Linked DNA regions of Ovis aries: region 1 is linked to region 2. Evidence: chromatin contacts called from public Hi-C data. All regions are on one chromosome and are shown on one strand. Each heading gives the region's core, a stretch centred on a gene start, on an enhancer-like site or on the middle of the called end of the contact. The rest is flanking DNA. Distances are from core to core; before and after follow the strand shown.

Evidence for each region. A called contact is a pair of places that touch in the nucleus more often than the background predicts.
Region 1: a contact with region 2 is called in a Hi-C map of hypothalamus, with 2.5 times the contacts expected there. The contact joins the enhancer-like site here to the promoter of RIN3 in region 2. A contact is called at or near these places in 2 of 16 Hi-C or Micro-C datasets (blood and hypothalamus).

The regions. Positions count from the first base shown.
Region 1 is chr18:55,119,260-55,126,683 of ARS-UI_Ramb_v3.0, reverse strand. The region is part of intron 3 of RIN3 (Ras and Rab interactor 3); the gene reads right to left. Among named protein-coding and RNA genes, the nearest start is that of RIN3, 67 kb to the right of the region's middle. Within about 2 kb of position 3,678, at least 9 of the 54 cell types and tissues checked have an H3K27ac peak or open chromatin away from gene starts, as enhancers often do. A contact at or near this core is called in hypothalamus, where this site is marked.
Region 2 is chr18:55,052,337-55,059,153 of ARS-UI_Ramb_v3.0, reverse strand. It overlaps RIN3 (Ras and Rab interactor 3), which reads right to left and starts at 3,502. Exons shown (of 10, transcript XM_027957334.3): 1 at 3,260-3,502. The coding sequence starts at 3,303. LOC121817114 (a long non-coding RNA gene) reads left to right here and starts at 2,481. Exons shown (of 3, transcript XR_006056877.2): 1 at 2,481-2,677; 2 at 4,476-4,524.

The sequences.
Region 1 (7,424 bases), core at 2,429-4,928, 67 kb before region 2:
ATCCCAGGGACGGGGGAGCCTGGTGGGCTACCATCTATGGGGTCACACAGAGTCAGACACAACTGAAGCGACTTAGCAGCAGCAGCAGCAGCAGCAACCCCTGTCTGCTACTTTCTTTCCAGCTCTGGCTCTGTGCAGTGAAAATAAAGCACTAGCACCTGGGTATACTCTTAGCTCCGGCCTCATACTCTGAGGGTGGGCTTCCCTGATAGCTCAGTCTCAGCTGGTAAAGAATCCACCTGCAATGCAGGAGACCCTGGTTCGATTCCTGGGTCGGGAAAATCCCCTGGAGAAGGGATAGGCTACCCACTCCAGTATTTTTGGGCTTCCCTTGTGGCTCAGCTGGTAAAGAATTTGCCTGCAATGTGGGACACCTGGGTTTGATCTCTGGGTTGGGAAGATCCCCTGGAGAAGGGAAAGGCTACCCACTCCAGTATTCTGGCCTGGAGAATTCCATGGACTGTATAGTCCATGGGGTCGCAAAGAGTTGGACACAACTGAACAGCTTTCACATACTCGGAGGGTAATTTCAAAGTTCTCATGTATACACCATAATGGTCTGCTCGACGCCCCACTCTCTGTGCCCCCCACCACCCCTAACTTGGAGCCCCATGCACATGAGGACCACGGGAGGCAAGACAAGAAGCAACCTGCTCAGATGAAGGTGCTTTGAACATGGAGTTGAGAGCCTGGCTTCAGTCCCAGTTTCATCCTTGGGCACAATTCCCTCCGCTGCAAAATGGGGGTCTAGCACCTGCTTTGCAGGGCTGTGATAAAGACCCAAGGAATGGCTTCCATGAAGACCACTTTATGCCTGGTACACAGAGAGTCCGGTACACAGTCGGGTACACGGGGAGTTTCCCCAGTAGCTGGGGCCAAAGGCTATATAAGATTTCAAGGGTAGGGTCTATCATTGAGGAACTGAGTCTCACCTGGGGGCTTCCCAGGGCAGTCTTGAACTGCAAACAATGACTACATTAAAGAAACATCTCAAGAGGGGAAGTTCCACTGCGGCGAGTTGCCCGAAAGTTTCCACTGTGTAAACCAAGGCCAAGACAGCAAAAAGCACAACAGAATGTATGTAACAGACTCGGGACTGCCAATAAACGCAATGCAAACTATTTACTGATTCCTAACAGATTTAGGGAACTGGTGGTGGTTTAATTGCTCAGTCGTGTTTGATTCTTTGCAACCCCATGGTCTGTAGACCCCGAGACTCATGTCCAGGCAAGAATACTGGAGTGGGTTGCCACTTCCTTCTCCAAGGCATCTTCCCAACCCAGGGATTGGATTCGCATATCCTCTGTCTCCTGCATCTCAGGCAGATACTTGATATCCAGGGAGATGGACACACGCACACACAAAATCATGGAAGTCACTAGTCCATTTCTACAGAACTTTCCAGAAGGTTTCACCTCTGACTGCTTCCTTAAGCAGTTTGGGCAGAAAGGAGAAGTTGATGGGACAGGCATAATACAGTGGCTTCCCAAGTGGCCAGTGTGGTTGCCTGGGACACTGAACATGTATTTTCCTCACCTGTGGTGAGGCTTTTTATCCTAGCGCTTGGGATGTCTGGGGCCAGGCAAACCAAGAATAGTACCTTCTCTCTGTATGGGGCTTCATCTTTCCAAGGCATTTTATATCCATTTCTTGCCTGGTGAGGTCAGGTGGCCCAGAGACATTGAGTGACATGCTTAAGGTAACACAGAAGATTACTGGTAGGGCCAGATTAGAACCCCATTCATTGATACCTGACATGGTTTTGCATAAACTCACACTGATGCTGTTCCTCTTTCTGGTGGGAAAGCTGCCTGGAAGCTTCCAGAGCCAGGCAAATCTGTGAGGCGCTTCAGAAGTCCTCAGAGGTAGACTTCACTGGTGGTCCAATAGCTAAGACTCCGTGCTCCCAATGCGGAGGGCCAGAGTTTGATTCCTGGTCAGGAATCTAGAGCCCACAAGCCACAGCTGAGATCCCGAGTACTGCAACTAAGGCCCGGCTCAGCCAAATAAATTTTTTTAAAAGTGTCCAGAGGTAACAATCAGCTTTCCCTTTTGGAAAAAAAAAACAAACCCTAAAATCTGAGTTCCCCTGGAACAACCCCTAAGAAGTCCTAAATACTGGGGGCACTCCTTCCAGAGCAAAGCTCCATACAGGGACACCATGAGAGCTGCAAAGCCACTTGTAAAAAGCACTTTGCCTTGTTTCTTCCAACCCACTCAGCTACCCAAGTGATCTTTCTAAGAGTAGAATTTGGTCTCCTCTGAGCCCAGGGCTCAATAGATGCTAGTTATGTATACACGGGAACAGATGGACGGATGGATACAGTAGTGTGCAGCTCTAGAATCTCAGTCAGGTTTTAGGTACGTTCGAATGTTTATTCCCCACAGCAATTTCCTTGGAGGCATCTTTAACCCTATTTACAGTTGATGAAAGTGAGGCCCAGGAGTCACACCTTGCTTGAGTTCCCAGAACCAATTAAGCAGGAGAAATGAATGCAAATCCAGGTTTTCCAACTCCAAGACCTCTCTGTCAAGGGTGAAGGTGAGCAGAGAAGGGGAAGAAGCAATTAACTTTTCATGAGTACCGACTCTATGTAGTTTTAGTTAGTCATCACTCTGATTATGAGGTCATTTCCCAGCCGAGAAAACCAAGGCTTATTGAGGTGGATGATTGAGTAGCATGGCCAAGACCTCACAGCTGATGAAAGCATAAGGGTGGCATTTGAGTTTGGATCCATCGGGTTCCAAAGCACACTCTCTGGGTCCTAGAGACTCTCTGCACAAGTGTGGGGTGTGATTAACTGATTGAGCAGTGGTCCTGCCCTTTGCTAGGCTATGGGGACCACAGATGCATCAGACAGAAGCTCTACCCTTCTGTAGATGAGTACAGCTGACTGGCTGATAGGAGAGGGCTTCGAGCCCCCTGCCAGCACAGCACAGACGCGGGGTGACACGCTGAGTGTGGAGGAAGGTGGCGCCAGATGGGGATGCAAGCATCAGTTGTCTTCCAGGGGCCTTATTGTGGGGTAACCTGGGAGAAACTGCCTCCATCAGGCAACAGACGCATAAGAACTTCACTGTCCACCTGAGTAGTCTCATCAGGAAGCCTGCGGCCTGGGCAGGTGGTGGGCATGGGGAGGATGCTGGAGGTCAGATGAGCCTCAATGAAAGCAGGTGCCCCCCTCCTCTGCTGTTTCAGGACGGCCAGGACAAACCAACTCCCACTCTTCTGTTGGCCAGTGCCTGGCGCTCCCCTCCTTTATCAGTACAATAACTATTCCTACTGAGATGCACGCCCTTGTGGCTGGGGGCACCACTTTATGATGGTGTTAGTCTTTCACACGTTAGTATGAATCTGTTTACCGGCTAGAGAATTTCCAGAGAGCAGTTTTTCATGGAAGGTGGCAGAGGGAGGCAGAAACAGCTGGAAAGGAAGGTGGGAGCCCCAGACACAAACATTGATAATCCAAACCCATAGCTTTCCCGTGACAGGAAGCCCAGGAGGCACTGGGGCCCAATCCCTCTGGAGTCACCCCGAAAAGAGGGGTTGTAGCTATGCAGGGGCCCCTGGCTTTCTGAAGCTGCTGAATTGGACGGTCTTCTCTCTCAGGCACATCTTCTGAAGCTGCAAAGCCCCTGAAGGTGGCAGTCACTGTACACACAGGCCGAGGCCACTCGCTGGGGCCTGGTGATGATGTGACACTTCCCCTCCCTCCACAACCCGCTTCCCTCTTCTCTTGCCTCCAAGGACACGTGTCCTGGATCTTTCTCCCCTCTCTGTCAAAACCTCCTCCGGTGTTCCATGTCCACAGAGCCAGACCAACTCCTGGTGCCCTCAAAGTGCACACTAACATTCTAGCTCTTATGACCATCTGACTTCCATTTCTGGTTAAGTGCACGTGGGTCTGCTCAGGTTGGCCAATGTCAGGCGCCGTGTCTTACAGACCCTTCCTAAGCCTCGTTCAGCACACAGTTCATTGGATGCAAAGTCTGTGAAATGTTTAATAACACAGAGAAAGCTCATAATAAAATGTTTAAGTAAAAAAAGAAGGCTAAAAAATATGCACCACTATGATTCAAAAATCTATTAAAGAAAGAAAGAAAGAAAGAAAGGCACGAAAGATTTACAGTAAGGTTCTTGGAGTTCAATTATCTGATGATGTATTTTTTCCTAGACCAACCTCAGTTCTGGAAGCTGAAAGGGGAATTACTGAAAATAGAAAGATACAAACTGCGGTTCCTTTTTTTTTTTTTTTTTGCCAAAACCTGCATGGGTATAACCAATATGAGATAAAAGAATGAATTAACTTCTTAGAGGAGTCCTGCAAGAGCACGGCACTGCAGGAAGTGATGGTTTTGAGGTCTGAGCTGCATGTTACTCAACCCCACAGCTAATTATAACTGCTTGAATTTATTGAGTGCTTACTACACTCAGACACTGTGACAGCTTTCCCCCATACATGACTTCATTTTGTCCAGGAGACAACACTAGGATATTATAGTTACCTCTATTCTGACACCAATCCCAGTGTCTGTGCTTTCAAAACCACCAAGCTATTCTCCAGCACCCACTGGGTGTCCTACAATTTAACTCAATTCTTTATTTTCAAAAATGTAAAAACATAGTTTTTTTGGCTGAGCCATGCAGCATGTGAAATCTTAGTTTCTCTGACCAGGGATCAAACTCACACCCCACTGCACTGAAAGTGCAGAGTCTTAATCAATGGACCTCTAGGGAAGTTCCCAGTCTAACTCAATGCTGACACTATGCACCTAGAGACAGCATCAGATCCCACAACACTCTCCCACCCACCCCACTTCAGACACTAATCACAAGTCTAAGTTGTTACCCGTGCTTGTGACCAATCACCTACGGGATCAGAGGTTCTAATGACTTGGGTTCAATTAATCTGCTAGAGTGGGTTGCAGAACTCAGGAAACGCATTTACTCACAAGATCACTGGTTTGTATTAAAAGATATAACTCAGGAACAGCCAAATGGAAGAGACACACAGGACAACGTATGCAGGAAGGGGCCAGAGCGTCTCTGCTCTCTGAGCACACCACTCTCCCCAATCTCCATTGTGTTCACAAACCAGGAAGCTCTCTGAACCCGGTCCCTTTGGGTTTTTATGAAGGCTTCATTTCACAGACATGATAGATCAAATCATTGGCCATCAGTGATACTCAACCTCCAGCTCCTCTCCCTTTCCCAGAGGTTGGGAGTGGAACTGAAATTTCCAACATTCCAATCGAATGATTGGTTTCCTGGCAACCAACCCCCATCCTTAGGTACTTTCCCAAAGTCACCACGTGGACATAAACTCAGGTGTGGTTGAAAGGGTTTGTTACATGTCTCAAGACACAGTTATGGCTCTTATTATTTAGAAAATTCTGAGGGAGCTCTGTGCCAAGAATGGGAATGAAGACCGTGTATATTTCTAATTGTCGGTCACAATATCACAGGTCCAAGGCCAAGTACTTCTTATGTGCCAGGCAGCACTGCCTCTCATCCCTACTGTGTTCAGTCATCAACCCTCCAACAGCCATGCTGCAGATGTTCCCATTTTGCAGATGAGAAAATTGAAGCCCAGAGATGTTAAGATACTTGTCTAATGTCAGAAGATGCCAGGGACAGAATAAAAACCTAGAACTGTCAGTCTTCCCAAAGCTCATGATCTCAAAAGAGGTTTGCCTTGACAAACGCACACGACTCACCATGATACAATGCCTCCGGCCTGATGAAATATCAAGAGCTTGCCTTCTTCATACCAACCCTAAGTTTAACATAATAATTCCTTACCTTTTTATGGACTTAACATATTTTGGCCCAAATACAGGTGAAATCTCATTCTAGGATAGTGGGTCAGTTGGTGAAAGGGTCAAACCCAAGAGCACCAAAGCAAATCTTCAGTGTGGACCTCAAAGGCAATTTGTGTGACACTCTGCCCTCCCATACGTACAGATCTCTACTGCCTGGGAGGACTCATCTAGAATTGCTCCCCTCCTTGGTTTGAAAGGTCGCCCAATCCAGTGGTGATGATCATCTGCACCAATCAGCACAACACTCACCGCTGAGGTGGGCTCTGTTCCCAAGTGCAAGTATACTTATCTCATTCAACTACTTGGCCCAAAATCACTGGCCCAAGGGTGAGAGATCTGCTCAAAATCAAGAAGAAATCCTAACTGAGTTCAATAGGCCAGCCTTTCTAATGCCAGGGGTCAGTGTGGAATAGAGGATAGGCAAGAAGGGAAGTGGGGCTGCCCCGAAACTAGACCAAGTGGCTCAGACTGAGTACTGGGCAGTCACTTCCTGTAGGAGCCAGACCACACCATCCGCTGCTGTCTCATGATTCCTCTTCTGCAGATGGGGCCAACTGACTGTCTGTTATATATCAGCCAGGAGAAAATGCCATCACATGAAGGAATCATTGCTGCCATCTTCAAGGGTGCAGATTAATGAAAAAGATAGCTCGTGTCCCCCAGCCAACTAGTTAATTTCAGCCATAAAGGGGCAAGGCTGCACCTGGAGGCTGGTCAGACCTCCCTCTATCCTGTGTCCTGTCCCTTTGCATCCTATATCCCCTGAGCCAATGTCTTTTCTGCCAGTTCTCAGCCGCTACCAGCCACACATACATGTCTGGCCTCTGAGCGTCCCTGATGAAGCTAAGTGGTGACGCACTTGTCACCTTGGAGCAGCACAGAGGGGAATCGGGAATGTAATAGGTGACAACAGTTGTTCAAAATAGCCGCTACCCCTCTGTGCTAGTCACACACTGGAGGGAGGATCATACTTTGCATCCCACTGAGTCTGGTCTGGCCATTCAACCTGTTTTGGCCAATGAGATGTGATGGGAAGTGACTTCTGCCACCTCTGAATAAACCTGCCATCTCTCTCCGTCCCCTCTGCACCCTCCCCTCTCTGAGCACTGCTTTTTCAGCCCAGACTGCAGAGTGAAATGTTTTTGTAAAGAGTCTCAGCTGACATGCGGTGTGAGTGAGAAACACACTCGCCTTACTGTGTGTGCAGTGCTGTGGGTAGAGAAGCCTCTGCAGGGTAGGGCTGCTCGTCACCACAGCATAGCTAGCCTGAGCGGACTGGTTCAGGATTTCGCCAAAAACCTCTTAACAAGGAACTAGAGGATGACCTGAGCACACAGAAGCACAGAGGGGGTCTGCAAAGATCTCTCTCATTCAAGGCCAACAGAGGGAGGCCACAGATATGGCTGACTGCCTACTTCCTGGGGGATCCCCTTGTCTCTTTCCTTTGTCTCAGCTCTGTGTGGGGAATCCCAACAAAAGGTCCCAGGTCCAGGCTCTGGGCCTTTTCCCTTGCCCACTTCCTCCTCAGGCCACCCCCCACCATAGCCACCATGGCCACGGGAGGATGCAAGAGGTTGGTGGTTCCTTCCTCCCACAAAGGA
Region 2 (6,817 bases), core at 2,253-4,752:
CCTGGGGCTCCAGCTTCTCATGTCTCCACTGCCCACTCTCCCGGCTCCAGCCCTCTCTCCCAGCCACCACAGGCGCCCCCCTGCTTCTGCCCCTATTCCCCCCACAATCTGTCCTCAATACAATCCAAATACAAGTCAGGTCACCCCTCTGCGAACCCCACCCATGGCCCCTCTCACCTAGAGCACCCTCCAAAGCCTGTACCCCACCGGCTAGCCTTTTTCTGTCCTCTTCCCGACTCCACTCCAGCCTCCCTGGCCTCCCCGTGTCAGACACACCAACCACCACCCCCACCCCCCACCTCTCAGGGGCTTGACTCACTCTCCCCACTTCCTTCAGATCTCGGCTAAACACGGTTTTCTTGGAGCGGCCTTCCCCAACCACCTGCTCCAGAACAGCCCCCCTGGGCTCCCATACCCCTAACCCTGACCTTTTGTCTTTCCTGCTGGGAAGGTCAGCTGCAAGCCGGCAGGGGCTCGGTTTAAGGCTGCCCTTCCCCCCTGCCCATCTAATGCAGATACTACTTGTGGAATGAACACTGAATGAATAGAGGAAAAGAAGTGTCTGCATCCAGAGTACTGGGCAGCCTGTCTGCATTTTCCTTCTCCCCAGCCGGTGTTTCCAATAAGAAGCAGACGGAGCTTGCTTGCCAAGATCCTCATACTCCTGTTCCAGGGGGCTGACATCCAAGCCACCCCCTCCGAGCCCCTGGGTGTGGGGTGGGAGGCATTCCCCTAGCTGTCTGGACATCCATCTCCTGCCAGCGAGGAGGAGGGGGCTTTGGGAGCCGGGTGGAAAGCTGAGCTCAGCTAAAGACTTGGAAGCCAGCCCTGAGTGGTCGGCAGGCACTAGGGGTGGCCTGGGGGTGAGGGGTCATAGATGATTGCCCCTCACCATCTTTGGGTACTGTAACACGGGTAGATGTGCAGCTCAGGGGCTGACAGAGGATGCACGAGTGAGACTGAGAACTGTCTTCTAGTATTTGAGTGAAGAAGGATTGGGCCCCTCTGAACAGGGTTTCTAATGGTACAAGTTAGAAGGAGGCAGACTTTCTTTGATATCTATTGGAAAGACTACCACAGTGGTGGTTAAGTTCCCCATCACTGGAGGTATGCAAGCACCTTTCAGGAATATTGTCAATGGGATTCCTGTACTGGGTGCAAGGTTAAATGAGATACTATCTCAGAACTCTTCCAACTCCAAAGATCCTCTTAAATAAAGCAACTTTTTTTTTTTTTTTTAGCAACAAACCAATATTCAATTACTATTTATGATGGATGGGCCCCGCACAGTTTAAAGTAAGCTTGCACTGGTGTGTTAATCCTTGGTTGCCTGTGGATAGCTACTTAAATAGTTACTTATCCAATCCTCATAACAATCTTAAGAAGCAGGTGTTATTATTACCCCCATTTTACAGATGAGGCCAAGGCCATCCCATCCTAGTTAAGCAATTGGGAAACAGAGGTTATAAACAAATGATAATAGCAGTAATAATAATAACTATTAAAAGTTTGCCCTCCGCCCTAGGTGCAAAACTTCTTATGCATTATCTCATTTAATCCTCAAAACAACTCTGAAGGGTAGTTATTATCACTTATCTTCATTTTCTAGGTAAGTGAAGGAAATGGCAACCCCTTGGCCTGGAAAATCTCATGTATAGCAGAGCCTGGAGGGCTGCAGTTCATGGGGTCGCAAAGAGTCGGGCACGACTGAGCGATTAATACTTATTAACACTAACACTAATGAGGCACAGAGAGGTTAAGTATTAATAACTGACCCTGTAATAAACAGAGAAAGGCAAGAGGAAATGGGTAAGGAGAGGTCAACCTGGGACAATTATGGGAAGTCACATAGTTCGGGACCCTGGCCCCTCACCTCCCCTTCCTCCCTGGGAATCTCCTCCTAGGTCCACCCATCAGTATTGGGTGTGGTAGATATTTGATTCTTGGGGGGGCGCCCTCCCCAACAAAATTTCCAGTTCCTCCAGCGGATGACATTTGTCTTTCCACTTCCAAGGGAAAGGATCCAGGCTGGGACGGAAATGGGGGAGGGGGAGGAGGGGAGGCATTCGGATCTAGTGCTCTCAGGTCCCTCTGAGACACCCCTCCCACTAGCCTAGGGCCAGTTACCTCCAGCTGCTCCCCAGTTCCGGGCTGCCGGAGAACAGCCCGTCGCTTTGTTTTAACACTGGGGAAAACTGAGGCCCGCGTAGCTGAGGTCACAGAGTTAAGCCAGGCAGCAACTGAGTGTCCATCACAGAAGTAGCTCGAGCCTGGCTTCCCCCATGGCGCCCACCATCCTTAATTCCCAGAAAGGTCTAAGAGGTTTGCCCAGTAATCTGCCTCTGAACAGGAACCTCTTCATCCCACTGAAGCTTTCCCTGGGCGCCTGCTGGGCTGGGCTGATCGAAAGAATCTACTTCGGAGCGCAGCCCTGAGCAATGTCCAGAAGTCCGAGGGTGCGAGATGGGGGTGGGGGGACAGGAAACCAGACGCTGGAGACCCCTCCCGAAAGCCGGTTCCCAAACCGGTTTGGCTTCACGCATTCCAAGCAGTGCCTCCTCCCTTCCGTAGGGGATTCCTAAGGCCACGCGCAGTTCGTGCGCCCTGGACCCTCCCCAAGCCCCAGGCTTCGCAAAGGCCGGTCCGAAGGTCACCACTGTCCGGGAATCCAAAAGAGGTGTGGGGGAGGGGATCCCGGTGGGTCCTCGGTCTTGGCGGGCGGGTGGGCTACAGGCCGCGGGCGTGTCCAAACTTACGGGGACTCGGGTCCTCGGCCCCAGGCGCGGCCGAGCGCCAGCACTCGAGGACGCGCGCGGGACACAGGCGAAGCGGCGGGCGCGAGAGGCTAGAGGGGCCCGGCCCGCGGTGATCGCATCTGAAGTTCAGGCGAGACCAGAACCCGGGGAGGGGGCCGCGATCGCACAGCCCCTCCGCTTCGGCTCTGACAGATAGAGCCGACCCTCAGATACCCACCAACCTAGCCCCGGACGTGCCAGCCGGTTTTCCGGCGAGCGACATCTGGGTTTAAAAGTTTCGCCAAGTCTTGGGTCCTGAAGAGGCACCAGGGCCGCCCCCTTCCGCGCAGTACCGGGGGGACCGGCCCGAGCCGTGGCCAGGGGTTCGGTCTCAGTTCGACACCCCGAAGTCCTGCGGCAGGGCTACTCCGGAGCTCCGAGCGCTCTCGGGGGCGGGAGGGACGCGGAACGAGAGGGGCCCGGGGACACCGAGGGAGAAGGGGGCGCCGCGGCTCCGCACTTACCCCACGGGGTCCGCGCGCTCGGGCGCCCCGGCTCGTCGGATCATGCCGCCGTCAGCTCCGGGATCGTGAAGGCAAGGGCTCAGGCGCCGGGCGGCGCGGGCCGCGGGGGCCCGGGCGCCCGCATGCCCCTGGCGCTGCTGCCCTGGGGAAGGGCCCGGGCGGGCACCGCCGCCAGCCCCGCGCCGAGTCGGGAAGCCACCGCCGCAGCCGCCGCCGCGCTCTGGGGCCCTCGCTCCCTCCACTTCCTGTATCGGAGCGAGCGGGGCTTTCAGGAAGAGGCTGGCCTTGGTGGTCAAGGGTTTTTTTTTTTGTCAAAAGCCTTTCGGCAGCGGCTCGCGGCCCGGAGCCCCCCCACCCCCACCCCGGGGGCCCTCGGAAGCCCCTGCAGCCGCGCCCCCTGGGCTGGGCTGGGCCGGGCCTGGCGGCGGTGGCGTCGGGTCGAAGCAACCAGCCGCGGGGTGCTGCCTGCGCCGCTCCGGCAGCTCCCGGAGACCGGGGAGAAAAACTTGGAGAAAAGTTTGCAGCTTGGTGGAGAGTCCCGTGGGAAGCAAGGCGCTTCCGCTCCGGACCGGCAGGTGGGGAAGCCGAGAGCTCTACGCAGAGCACTCTCGCGCTTTACCTCCTGACCGAAGGAGGCTCAAAATGCCATAGGACAGCTCAGACCAGAGGCAGGGCTCCTCCACGTCTCTGACAGGTGGCCACGCTGCCTTCTCTTGAATGCCTCCACTGACGGTGGACTCACTACCTCACAGGGCCGTCTGTTCTTCCATCAAGCCAGGCATCTAATTCACCTATTCTAGGTATCACGTCTAGATCAGAGCAGAGAGAGAAAGCCAGTCAGTTTACACAAATACAACTACAGCTACTCTAGTGGGACCAGGAGACCTCTCTTCTAAAGGCCTGGGCACTCAAAAATGCCTCCTGAGCCCGGGGTGCCCTCAGAATATCTCACAGTGACTGGTCAGCACTGACCCCTACAGAGTGACCTCAGTCTAATGCAGGGTTCCTCAGCCTCTTCACAGTTGATATTTAGGGCCAGATAATGCTTGGTTGTTGGAGCTGTCTTGTGTCTTGTAGGACGGCCTCTGCCCACTGTGCCCGTAGCATCACCCTCTCCTTGTAACAACCCCAAAACGTCTCCAGACATTGTCAAATATCCCTGGTGGCCACAATCATCCCAGTTGAGACCCTCTGGTCTAACATCTTTATTTCACAGATAAGGAAACTGAGACAAAGGAGCTGACTTGCCTGAGGCACATGGCAAGGTAAGGTGTCACAGGACTGAGGCCCAGGGCTCTGGTGAAAGCATTCGGAGGCGAGGCCTCTTTGCCCTCCCTACCCCTGCTTGCTCATCTGTAGAAGTGACATGTATAAACGGGAGGGGGTGAGGGGGGCACTCCAGGGTGCCATTATTATTAGTCCTCTGCTGTTGCTAAAACAAGCCTGTAGGCCATTCCCAGGGCTACCTGGGCCCCAGGGTCCATCCAGCTCTCACACCTGGAATAGTCTTCCAGCTCCTTCTAGGCTGATCTGGATTGCGAGTAACCGCACTCTTCCATGGCCTCCACAAATAAAGGTTTCCTTCAGCACCCTGGTGGGCTTTCCTGGTGACTCAGATGGTAGAGAATCTGCCTTCAAGGCAGGAGACCCGAGTTTGATCCCTGGGTTGGAAAGATCCCCAGGAGAAGGAAATGGCAGCACACTCCAGTATTCTTGCCTGGGAAATCCCATGGACAGAGGAGTCTGGCGGGCTACAGTCCATGAGGTCGCAAAAAGTTGGACACGACTTGCACTCACTCTGCTCCCTGGACCACATCTGAGAAACTCAGGACGAGCTTTTCAAAGCCCCGGTTCCATGAAACCATCTCCAGGGCTCTAACCATGTCCACCAGAGGCCTCCACAAGGCCTGCTCCTCACCTCCTCTGTGAAGACAGAACTCCTCCGGTGGACACCAGGCGAGGCCCCGCCCTGACCTTGTTGCTGCTAACTGACGGAGGAGGACATTGCCAAGATTGGAATCTGAGCAGCCCCCTTTAGTCATGGCCTCTGCCAAGCTAGCCCTTAGATTCCTTCCTGGGTCGCCTTTTCACTCTCAAGTCCTCACACTCCCCACTTCTCTCCCTGGAGTGAATCTGAGGACTCCTGTGGGAAGTGAAAATCTCCAGCTGTTTAGGCCTGTAAACTCCTTCCTCTACCCTCACCTTTTTTGGTTAACAGTTTCCGTTTAAGGAGTCAACCCTCCTCAGTTAAGTTCATCCGAAGATAACCAGATTCTACCCCCACTTTAGAGGACATAGACTAATCTAATCTGACCAATCAGCCCTATACCTACCAGGCCCAGTGATTGGCTCATGGATGAGCACATGACCTAAGCTGGGCCAATAGGATCCCTCCCTGGGACTTTATGTTGGTACTATCAGGAAATGCCAGCAGTCTTACCCCCCAACCACAAACTGGCTTTATCCAGGGAGAGCATAAGCTTGGGGCAGCCCAGTAGTTACTTGAGCCACCATGTGGTAAAATTGTGCTCAAAATATAGTCAAGAGAGGAAAGTAACGCAGAGAGAGACTATGCCCTAATGACATCTTTTGAGGTTTTGATTCTGAGATGCTTAAAGCACCATTAGACATCTCATGTGTAAGAACCAATATAGTCCTTTATATTTTCTTTCCATTTCTAAAAACTCAAGCCAAATCTCCGTCAGGTTTCTGTTAACCATCACACAAAGACTCCAGGCTGTCCGTGACTGCAGCCCCTCCTTCCACCTTCCACTCTCAGCTGGGTCTGGAGGATGTCCAGTTGTGGCAGGACTGTAGGAATGCAGAGGTCAACACTTCAACTTATTTCCCCGAAAGAGAAAAGGCTGCTTTGCCTCTCTGGGTCCTCCTGGGGTAGCTCTCACCTCCACAAGCTCCTCCACTTTCCCCTCCCTCTACTCAGATGAGGGCAAATAGGCTTGATCTGGAGGAGGAATGTGTGAATTTTCAGGGGAAAGTCACCTTCAGGAGGTTAACTCCAAACCTTGCTGGAGTTTCTGGGGACGATTAGCAAAGAAAAATATTTCACAGCACAGTCTTATATTTCAAAATCTTGCTCTGAGTTGGATTACAGACTTTGAGGAAACAGAGCATATTTGTTCAACAGAAATTTTCCTAGTATATGGAGTAGTTAAAAGTTAGTAACTACTCTTTCCTAGTATATGGAGTAGTTAAGTTAAGAGTAGGGGCTGGAGTAAGAAGTTCAGTTCAGTTCAGTCACTCAGTCATGTCTGACTTTTTGCGACCCCATGAACCACAGCACACCAGGCCTCCCTGTCCATCACGAACTCCTGGAGTTTACCCAAACTCATGACCATCGAGTCGGTGATGCCATCCAACCATCTCATCCTCTGTCGTCCCCTTCTCTTCCTGCCTTCAATCTTTCCCAGCATCAGGGTCTATTCAAATGAGTCAACTCTTCACATGAGGTGGCCAAAGTATTGGAGCTTCAGCTTCAACATCAGTCCTTCCAATGAACACCCAGGACTGATCTCCTTTAGGATGGACTGGTTGGATCTC